3 separate regions of the Triticum aestivum genome follow, and all the other regions are linked to region 3. A link is a contact called in public Hi-C data. All regions are on one chromosome and are shown on one strand. Each heading gives the region's core, a stretch centred on a gene start, on an enhancer-like site or on the middle of the called end of the contact. The rest is flanking DNA. Distances are from core to core; before and after follow the strand shown. Region 1 has its middle 88 kb from the start of LOC123102860. Region 2 holds the start of LOC123102860 (amino acid permease 3). Region 3 holds the start of LOC123102859 (chaperone protein dnaJ A7A, chloroplastic).

Region 1 (3,447 bases), core at 874-3,373, 470 kb before region 3:
AGAAAAATATGCTACCTTTATTGTTGTAGTTGCGGTATACGTTTGTATAAGTTTACTTTATCGATTCGGATATGAACAGATGACTACAGTGGATATATACCCGACGATAGATATGCATGTTTACTACTGTAGGTTTTGTGGGAATGCTGTCAAGGACACGCACTTCTCATGAAGATCTGCGGGCATGCACGCACGTTGGCCGACTCGACTGCCATCAGGCAGATAAAAAGGTGTCACTAGACTACAACTGATTAAACATACTTGTATTGACTTCGCTTTAGTTGGTGCGTAAAGATGTATGTAAGTATTATCGTATGGAATATATACTAATAGATAGGTCGACGATCGATGTAGAGTAGTACTCCCTCTGTAAACTTTTATAAAAACGTTTATATCAGTAAAATAGTGATCTAAACGCTTTTATATTTGTTTACAGATGGAGTACTCGGTAATAATTTGCACACTTTCTTCTTCACAGGTCAAGCTATAGCTATAGCATATGGTGCTTTTCAGTTGATGAAGTTTTATATTGCGTAGCTACTAAATTAGGTATTTTGTATAAGGTGCTTTGAACTTGGGATTGAAAACGATAGCTTTGATGTGGTATGGACGCAGTATATTGGAATGACAGGCACCAGAGTCTAATATCCCTATGCATCAATTATTGGTTACCTTTTGCATGGTCAAACTGGGTCACTTGAAATCAGGGAGGTAATTTGGTTTGAAGTGATTTTTTAAAAGCGTGGGGGTAGATCTTTAGACATGATGTAAGTCCGGCAAACACGGTTTAGTCGACTTCACGTGTCTGTCCTCTTGCCCGCCTGGTGTACATATTTGTTGTGGTTTTGATAGCGACACGATGATTAGTCAATGCCAATGGACAATCCAATTGGTAATTTGGCACGTATGCCACTGGTTTATTGCTAAGCGTCAGGCACCAATTTTCCTCTGTTTTGCTCTCTGTTGGCTTTTCACACGCTTTGTTCCATTAATTACATTTGGTACTTACTGACTGATGCATGATTTATGAAATAACAGGACCATACATTAACGAAGTTGGGGTCTCAGCCAAGGTTTTCCTGGGTATTGTCTCCCCCCTGCTCACGAGGGTCTGAAATGTCGAAATTGAAGATTCAGCTAGGGTTGTTGCACTCGGCATACTAGTGTAAACGGTGATCAAACATAGGGACTTTCTAGGTGATAACCTTACACTTGGGATGGATCATGCAACAACGATGCACTAACGGCGCCTCCCTCTTGAAAATGGTGTGTTTGAAGCACTGATAATATTCTCATGGTCATGGTTGATAACCCTACATCTGCCCTTGGTTGAAATGAAAGCAAACACGCATCGTTCCTATTGTGAAGTTTTGTCGTCTAGAGAGGGGGGTTGCGTTTTACCTGGTGTGATCCAGGTTGATGAGGCAGATGCATGCTCTGCTAGCATAATGGGTAGCGGATTTCCCGCCCATGCAGGACACGTACTGCGACTGTCGGGCCTGTTTTGCCTTTCCGTAAGCCAATATGAACACCAAGTCTTCATGCATCGCTCAGTTAAGTTTTTTTTTTTGCCGTGTACTACATCATTTCCATGTTGAGGCCTCAAAAAATTATCCTTTCATTGTCTCGAGATACCGTACTTGTATTGTTGTGTGCTGGGAGTGAACGAAGTCCACAAACCGAACTTCTTATGCTATCTTTTAGCAAGGGTGTATTAATTGTTCCCTTTCACCATCCATCTTTGAAAAAGAATTAAGTTAAGCATATATACATGAAGAAGCTAGTAGAGTAGTAGGGTTTTCTCACGTCGACAAGGACACGTAGAAACGGTGGTTGGAGTGCGTACAGTTTTTTGCTTGGGAGGAACAAATGTAGGCTGGGACCTCACCTCAGCGGAGAGCTAACAAGACGCCAGAAGAAAGAACATGGCTACGGTAGCTTACACGACCCGGCTTCTCCGTTTCTTCCGCCACTTGCACATCCACGAGACGAGCATATATTTGGTCCCTAGCGGCCGGAGAATCGCAGCATTCATTCACTGATCCACGGTTGTAGCGTACGAAGCTAGTCGTGGCGACCCGCCACCGTGAGGATCGTTTATCGTGTGGGCCCAACCGCCGATGCATGCGTGGACTTCTCTTACCACCGTAGTCCAGTGTTTGACTCGCAGGTCGCCGTGCGCTCGCAGCTCCTCTCATCGTATGGGCCAGGGGAGCAGCGTGGCCAGCCAGCACCCACAGCGGTCGTCGTCGTCGGTGAGACGTCCCGTCCGTATCTCGGCCGGTCCAGACTTTGAGAAGATTCTCCCAAAAAGGTGAGCGGCATGGGGGCGTCCGGACGTTATCTCCATGAGCCACACCCACACGGCTCCTCTCACTGTCTCACATGAGACGAGAGGCTGACAAATGTGTGCTTACTTTACATGCTAATCATGTTGCCAAAGCTCATTAGCTGGCTAGCTGGTTAGATAGGATTCTATCATTTCGAGCGAACGAAGGAAGCAATGAAACCTAACGTTAGGCCAGCGCATGACTGCGACGACACACGTACACCACCACTTTCGCGTGTGAACATGTCTCTAACATGAATTTTATCTTACATTTTTCCGGAAATGATCGCTTGGAGCGCGTAGGATTAGAGCGTAGTATTGGAGCGACGCAATCTAAGCCCTTTGGTCAAAATCCAATGGTGCGGTGATTTGGGGGAGCCCTTCTCATTTCCGAACGGATAGCAAATCAAGTGTTCGGCGCGGTGCATGGCTCCTGGAGGGGGATGAACATGATCAAGCAATGAAGACGGTGATGTTCTCTCCCTTCGCTGGCTATTTTGGTTTGCCTAGCTTGATGGTCTCGTCTGTAATATATGGAAGGTTATGCTGGTAATAGTTCCTAGATGCAGTGTCTGAATTGCTGTCTTGATTAGTCTAGTGTTTCTCGTGACGTTTGAGGATCCGCAATGGCGGAGCCAGCATCGGCCCACGCCCCAGGCCGGCCTTGTTTGAATTATGTACGCTACAGTCGCTGAAGGATTTCACGGCCACGCCCGAGGCGGCCCGGGCTGCCTGAGAGGATCCAGCTTGTGGACGCCAAAATCATGAGATTTAAGGTTTTGCTCTAGGTGATCTGTCTGCTTTTGAGTTTTATTTTCTGTTGATAGTAGTATGTACGTAAAAGGCAAGGTGATTTCAATTATTCTAAGGGGCTTGCTTCGGTAAACCCCCCACCAACAAAACGTAGAAGGGCAGAATAGTCATACGAAAGAAGGGTATGCCCATCTTGTATTATGCGGTTGTAGCTGGCGTACGTAGACCGCGCGCATGCAAAAAAAAAAACTGCCTGCACGATCTACCCGCCCACCCCATCTACTCGCCCGCGACCCCGTCTACTCGGCCGCCCCATCCGATCGCCGCCGCCGCGGATCTCCGCCCTCGGACCCCGTCCGCCGCCG
Region 2 (3,315 bases), core at 190-2,689, 380 kb before region 3:
GATGTCCAGCAGCCAGAAGGGCTCGTAGAATCCGAACCCGGTGAGGAGGTTGTCGGGGGCTGCGTCGCCGAACGCCGCGTACCCCATGCACCCGCACAGCATGTAGAACACCGTCGTCGTCGCCACACTCAGCCGCGTCGCCTGCTTCATCACCTTCGCCTCAGACGGCGGCGGCGCCCTGATCGTGTCCTGACAAACACCCCTATGTCAGCCAACGATAACAAATACAGAGCAAACTAGGAATTACACTCGCTGAGCAGAGGACAGCTCGGTCATGGCTTTTACGTACCTGGATTTCTATGAGGATGTTGGAGAAGGAGTAGGCGAAGGCGATGTCGCCAAATGCCTGCAGGCTGCGCCACACCTTCTGCGTGGCCGTGATACCGACGCCGATGCTGATGCCGGTGAGGCTGCCCTTGATTCCACCATTGGCTGCAATTTCATCGTCTTAAGTACTGTAGGATAGCTTTTTATATACTAATAAGAGGGCAAAAAAGGTACTTTTTCTACCCACTTTTATAAGACGATTTTAGACAATTCAGACGGTACCTAAAACAGTTCAAAGCTAGCTGTCCAAAACGTCTTATAATAACGAACGGAGGGAGTAGTATGTTTGGAGTTCCGACGACATACATATGGTCTGGGTGATGCCGAGGGAGAGTCCAATGCCGGAGTAGGTGAAGGACATGACTGCGGCGACGATGGACAGCCACCATATCTGATCGAAGTCGGGGATCTGCGAGAACACGATCTGCACGAGGCCGAAGAGGATCATGTATGGGTTGCTGGAGCTCTTGCACGGGTCGGCGTGTCCGTTGGCGTGGAAACAGTCGGCCCTCCTAATGGCCCGCATGCTGATGGAGGACGCGATGGTGTAGCCGATGGCGACGCCGACGAGATTGGCGTACTGGATGACACCGCAGAAGATGACCTTGGGACCGCCGAGGTTGGAGCGGACGGCGTCCATGTAGGTGTAGTTGCGCTTCCCGGTGGCCGGGTCACCCGTGCGGTAGCACTCGGCGAGCAGGGTGGAGGTGTAGTAGATGACGGCGGCGAAGAGGAGCATGACAGCGGGGCCAGCTACCCAACCGAGCTGCGCGATGGCCCAGGCCAGCGAGAGCACGCCGGAGCCGATGACGGCGGTGATGATGTGCGCACTCGCCGTCCAGAACGTGCCGGAGCGGCGGGGCCGGCCGTCGTCGTCCATCCACGCCGCGTCCCCGGCGTTCCCGGCCTCCACGGACACCTCCATGGGCGCCACCACTTTCTTGGCGCCGCCGTTGCCTACCGCCATCACTTAAATTGTGCTGCTACTCGACAATCCTCGGCTAGCTTGACTTTCTCGTAGAGAGAAGCTCAGCGCAAGCAGGTAGTTGACGACTTGGAGAGTGGTGTGTTCTTGGCGAGGGTGGAGGCGTGTGCCTGTGTGGGGAAATGGGAGGGAGGAGGGGAGGTGTATATATAGAGGCTTTGGCTTTGGCGCTCCGTGTGAACACTGTTGAGAATCCTAGCCTCCTTGCTTTTGCAGTGCGACTGTTTTGAGTTTTTGTTGACACGCTGGCATCGAAATGACGGCAAAACATAACATAGTTGCCAAGCTGTGCTGGTGTACTTTAGATGACCGTCATGGAAGCCGATTTCGATTTCTTTCTACCGCATGGAACACCTTGTTGATTGCTCATAGACTAATAGTTCCTTCCTTTGAACCTGTACGGTTGTTAGACGTCGAATCTGCGGTCAAGAGCTTAGGTTTAACGCATCATGTACTTACGGTACGCATACTCTGGTACTGTACTGATAAAGACCCAATCATTTATCTCGTCACGTCTTCATTATTGCCAATCAAATTTGGTAAGAATCTCGTGCGCCAAGATTCGATCACATCGCGCACAGGCACGCGGATTCTCCACGGCTCGCCGCGCTAGCGACGTGGGCTGAAACATGACGTGGTGGAGCCTAGCTGGCAGATGGGACGCGGCACACGCTCAAGGTCGAAGCGCGCATGCATGCTCCGAGGTCAAACATGTCCGTGTCAGTCAGCGGTGAACCGTGTCTTCACGCGGCGTTGGCACTGCCCCAAACATCCGCCGCTCACATCGGCCGTATTTGGTTGCTCGTATCATCTACTATTTCTAAACTTAATTTAATTTAAAAGCCATGTTTCGACTGGACGTTTTTGGAAGCCCAACCAGACCTACACACAAAGAAATTGGACTGTTTGATTGTTCATTCCCTATTTGACCTGCATCAAATGGAATTTAAAGCCAGTCCCGCTAGAAACTGCCGAATCAATAGTTTCCAGCAAGTCAACCTCGAGCGCTGCAAAACAGAGCCTGTAGATGGTGCAGAGATTCAATCTGGTTTGGTCTTGGAGAAAATGTGAGATTAGGAAACGTCTTGATCATGCAGTCTGTAATGTAGAGTGGGTACATAAATTCCCTCTTATAGCTGCTATTAACGAAGAACACGTACTCTCGACCATCACCCCTTGGTTTTGGATATAGATAATTTTGACGGCAATTGATGAGGACATCAGTACTACACTTACACCTACACCCCCTGCTGCTACATATACTGGACCAATTACTAGAGCTCACGCATGCCAACTAAATTACAAGGTACGTGTCGGGGTTATGATCCTGACAATGAGTACTAGGGGTACGAATAAGGGGCAGAGACTAGCTATGGCGCAGGTGTAACACTTGGTGTTTAACGAGTTCAGGCCCGTCACTCGGTCGAGGTAAGAGCCGTACGTCTCATGCCCTGAGGCTTGCTTTGATTTGATAGATATGATTACAGAGATTGAACGTGCCTGGCTATGGAGAGGGGTGCGGCTTATATAGAGTGCGCAGCAGCCCCATGTCTCCCACGCCGCCGAGGCAATTAATGCCATTGAATGAGACAATTACTAGTGTAAGGAGCCTCTACTACAGCAGTTACAGGTAACGGTAGCTAGAACTCTATTTAGTGGATGACTTAGGATTCCTCGGCCGTTGCAGCTCCCACGACACCTCTTGTCCTGTACGTCCGAGTGGTAGTTCATCCGCCAAGTGATGTGTGATTGTCCAAGTGCTACAAGGCCGTCCAAGTGAACCTCCTGATGTATGCATCTGAATGCTGGCATGGTCCAGGGACCTACCTATGTTGGTGATGGGCCCTATGTGGGTCCCAAATGATGGGTCCTTGACCCTACCTGTAATAGGTGACCGCATCATTAGCCCCCGAATCGGTTGGGATTTCGTAGGACAAACAAACCGACCCTTCGGTTGAGTCCGAGTGTTGCAGGGACACTGGGAATATGTTTCCGAACAGTGA
Region 3 (3,742 bases), core at 569-3,068:
TCCTTGTAGCAAAGGGTGGTGTTGCATAAACTGACGAGCTCCCCTGGCTAGAGCACCGGCTGCTCCCTTGAGGCACAGATGGAGCGCCGTCAGCCCCCGTTGCGGCACGTTGCGCGACGGGCAGTCTGTTGTCAGCACTGGCACACCCATCTGCAGCATCGGCGCCCGTGGCCCTGCAGCGCCGGCAGTTGCGTTTTGCACCAGTGCGTGTCGGCTCTTGCAGTGGGCTGGCCTTGCACATCCCCTCGCCGGCTTGCAGCAGTTCCAGCGGCATGGTGGCGGTCTGCTCGGAGCAGGTGGGTGGCACTTGCAGCAGCGACGGTGCTGCAGTCCGTGCTGCGGCGGCGGTACACCAGTTGCGGTTGTCGGCAGCAAGCTCACAAACAGTGGAGAACAAGAGAGCCAAGAGGGAGGAGAGAGACGCAAGAAGTATACAAGAAGATAGGTATGGATGGCTCGCGACATCTCTTTGACGTGCTGGGCCACATCCACATGGGCATGTGGCAGGTGATGGACGCGGTTGACGAGTGCATAGAAATCAACCGGTTGATTCTAATCATTTTCCCAAGAATTTATATGACAAACAACAGGATGACTAAGAAGGTTTAAACTGGATGGAAACAAAACCTGGTAACAAACTACATAATACGTAAAAAAAAACTACTCCCTCAGTCTCATAATATAAGATGTTATTACATCTAATATGTGAGTATATTGGATGTAATAACATCTTATATTATGGGACAGAGGGAGTAAATAGCATCAAGTCAATAAATTCAGAGCATGAGCTGCTAAATAAAGGGCACTCACCACTCTTGATTTCAGATTTACTAGCATTTCTCGACACACCAAGTACGGAATAGAAATCCTGTCAATTGCAAGTTTATCAAAATCCATCAGGACATCAAGTACTTACAGACAATAACACCAGCGATGCAGAATGAAAAGAAATAGCTCACTGATTCAGCTCGAACGATAAACCGTGAACCCCTCCGATGGCGAAATCTTGGTGATGGTGCATGATTTAAGCTAGCACTAGGTGATGCTAGGTGTTTACCTCTGCCTCTGGTACTGCACGAACACACAAATAGTAAAATTAATTTAGTTTGCCGAGCCAACCATGTGTATCCTATCGTACGTGTCGGTTAAACGTTACTAGCACATCTTTAATTGTTCAGCTGACAAACCGAAATTGCAACTACCTGGCTACTGCTAATCTTTGATAAAAAAATGAGTTGATGACAGGAAGTGATAACAATTGGGAGGTTAGAACACAAACTGCAAGTACGACAATGGTACAGATTGACCACATGTTTCATCATGGAAGTCCCTAGCACTACAAGCTATGGAACTATAATCGCGCACGAACGTACCTATTTTTCGATGCCATGAATCTCGGATCGATGGCCACGGAACCCCGACCCCCATAGATCGATCTGGATCGAGGTTCGAATTCGCTCCCCTGATTCGCTACAGGCAGCGAACCCACGAAACCGGAGCAGCATACCACAAGCGTCGTCGGCCTCGTCCCGGCCACTCGCCGGAGACGAAGGGAGGGCGGCGCGGGGGAGACGTGTGGGTGGACGGCCGGGCGGGAAGGGGTGGCAGGGAGGCGGTGCACTGGGTGGAGCATGGGGGCGGCGGGGGGTGGCGACGCCGGCGAGGTAGGGCAGGGAGGAGAGGCGAGCTGTGAGCTTGGTGGGGGGCAGCGAGCGAGGGAGATTGTAGCTGGGTGGGCTGGCCCAAACCTTATCTCTGTCTCGCTGTTTTCTTACGGACACGCGCGTTGCCGTGCATCAACCTCCCATCCGACGGTTCTCTTCTGCCCTGCCTGCTGTGCTTCCGTCCAGCTCGCGCTCTGTCTCGATCTCTCTCGCGCGCTCTCCCCCTCTCCTCTCGTGTGCGCGTGCAGCGACTAGCGAACCATGGACAAATACACATTGACAATGTAAGAGCAACTCCGACGCAGGTGCCCATTTCATCCACGCCGTTCATTTGGGTCGACACAAACAAAAGTGAAGACCCAATGCGCCGCCTTATTTACAAAATGTGTCTGCTTCGTGTCCGCGTCGACCCATTTACGACCCAAATTTGCGGTAAAAATGCGTCGGCGCGGACGCGAAGCGGACGCTTCGCGCGGTTTCTCGATGTCCGTCGCGTCCTCATCTGGCGACCGTCCAACTACCGCGGTCAGCTTAATTTATGACGACCGCCCACCTCGGGCCCACACGCGTCAACGACGGTGATCGGCCTTTTTTAATCCGAGCGTGCGGGGGGAGTGCGTCCTTATCTGCTTCCAAAAGCTCCTCGTCCCCATCTCGCCACCCTCTGCTCCCCCGTCGGCGGCAACCCTAGCCATCGCAAGGATGGGCTTTCTTCTCCGACAAAGGCAAGGGCAAGGCCCCCGACACCCCTCTCCCCCCGCCTCCGTCGACGTCCTCCCGCCGGCCGAGGCAGCGCGTGAACGTCCCAGTGCACCAGGCGAAGTGGCACTAGGAGAACCATGTCCTTCTCCCCTACCCCGATGTCACCCTACCACACAACTGACACTTGGATCCGGAGAAGATCCTAGTGCCGGCGGCGCCACGGTCGGCGAGGGCGCACGCGAAGGAGGTGCGACGCCGGCGGGCGCTAATGACGCCGGAGCAGCGCCGCGACGGCGCCTACGACGTCGACTCGCCCTATTGGGGCGTTGGTTCGCCTTCGAGCACGAGAAGGCCAGGCGGCGCGACGTCTGCGACGTCTCGCATGGCTCTCACCGCCGCCCCTCGTCGTTCGTGGCAAGGACCAGGCAGCCCTGGTGGCTGTCCTCCAGGGGAGCGAGGAGGAGGAGCGACACAGGGAGGAGGATGAGGCGGCGTACGAGGCGCGCATGACGAAGGCCATGGCGCTGTCTGCAGCCGGCGACTGTGTAGTGCCGCCGCTGGCCCCGTCGTTTCCAGCCAAGGCCGAGCTGGAGCCGACCCCCATCGAGCAATACTCCTGGACCGGAGTGGTGCACGAGTGGGTCAGCGCGCCGGCGATCTGGATGGGGGCGACGGAGGCGCAGGAGCGCACCTATCTCGAGCAATGGCGCCAGCGAAGGCTGGCTGAGGAGTGTCGCGAGGGCGAGTACCTTGAGCAGGTGGAGCGCGATGCCGAGGAGGAGCGCCGCGAGGCCGAGGAGGAGGTGTGTCGTGCCCAGCCGGCGGCGGCACAGCCCGCGGTGGATGACATCGCCACCGCCTGGAACACGGCGTTCCCCTGGGTCGGCCCTGCGCCGACGCTGATCGACCTCATCGGCCTTAACGATGACGATGAGTACTTCTAGGGCCACGCGTCGCCTCATAGTTTAGTTTTATTAATATTTAATTAATGTAAATGTGGACGCGTGGACTTTCGCCGGCCTCTGTGGTTGACATTAATGCTTAATTAATGTTTTTTATTTTTAAAATATTTGTGTTCTATTTTTTTCCACGCGTCGTAAAAATGGCCAGGCCAGTGTTGGGCATATGCGCCGACCTAAACGCAAAATCAGACGTGAGTGTTTGCCGGGCCGACCCAACCGAACAAAAAGGAACAAAATCGTCCTCCCTTTGGGTCAGCGTGTTAGAGTTACTCTAATCATACAAAATGCTATGATCATAGCAATGCAGAATCTGAGCAAAATCTGGATGTGCAAGATCGGATGCGGTGATGCAAAATCTATCCTATCAATCCATCTAAATAACCATAACTGCTGATGAGAATTATGTAATAATTT

The links. A called contact is a pair of places that touch in the nucleus more often than the background predicts.
Region 1: a Hi-C map of leaf shows a contact between it and region 3, with 4 times the contacts expected there. The contact joins the enhancer-like site here to the promoter of LOC123102859 in region 3. A contact is called at or near these places in 4 of 5 Hi-C or Micro-C datasets (leaf and an unstated tissue) and 1 of 1 datasets of contacts at active chromatin or transcription factors (leaf).
Region 2: a contact with region 3 is called in a Hi-C map of leaf, with 2.6 times the contacts expected there. The contact joins the promoter of LOC123102860 here to the promoter of LOC123102859 in region 3. A contact is called at or near these places in 2 of 5 Hi-C or Micro-C datasets (both in leaf).

The regions. Positions count from the first base shown.
Region 1 is chr5A:231,342,992-231,346,438 of IWGSC CS RefSeq v2.1, reverse strand. No RefSeq gene overlaps it. Among protein-coding and RNA genes, the nearest start is that of LOC123102860, 88 kb to the right of the region's middle. Within about 2 kb of position 2,123, at least 6 of the 8 cell types and tissues checked have an H3K27ac peak or open chromatin away from gene starts, as enhancers often do. A contact at or near this core is called in leaf, where this site is marked.
Region 2 is chr5A:231,254,698-231,258,012 of IWGSC CS RefSeq v2.1, reverse strand. LOC123102860 (amino acid permease 3) reads right to left here and starts at 1,439. Exons shown (of 3, transcript XM_044524319.1): 1 at 634-1,439; 2 at 290-432; 3 at 1-189. The coding sequence starts at 1,294.
Region 3 is chr5A:230,870,238-230,873,979 of IWGSC CS RefSeq v2.1, reverse strand. It overlaps LOC123102859 (chaperone protein dnaJ A7A, chloroplastic), which reads right to left and starts at 1,818. Exons shown (of 7, transcript XM_044524318.1): 1 at 1,374-1,818; 2 at 960-1,071; 3 at 811-868. The coding sequence starts at 1,633.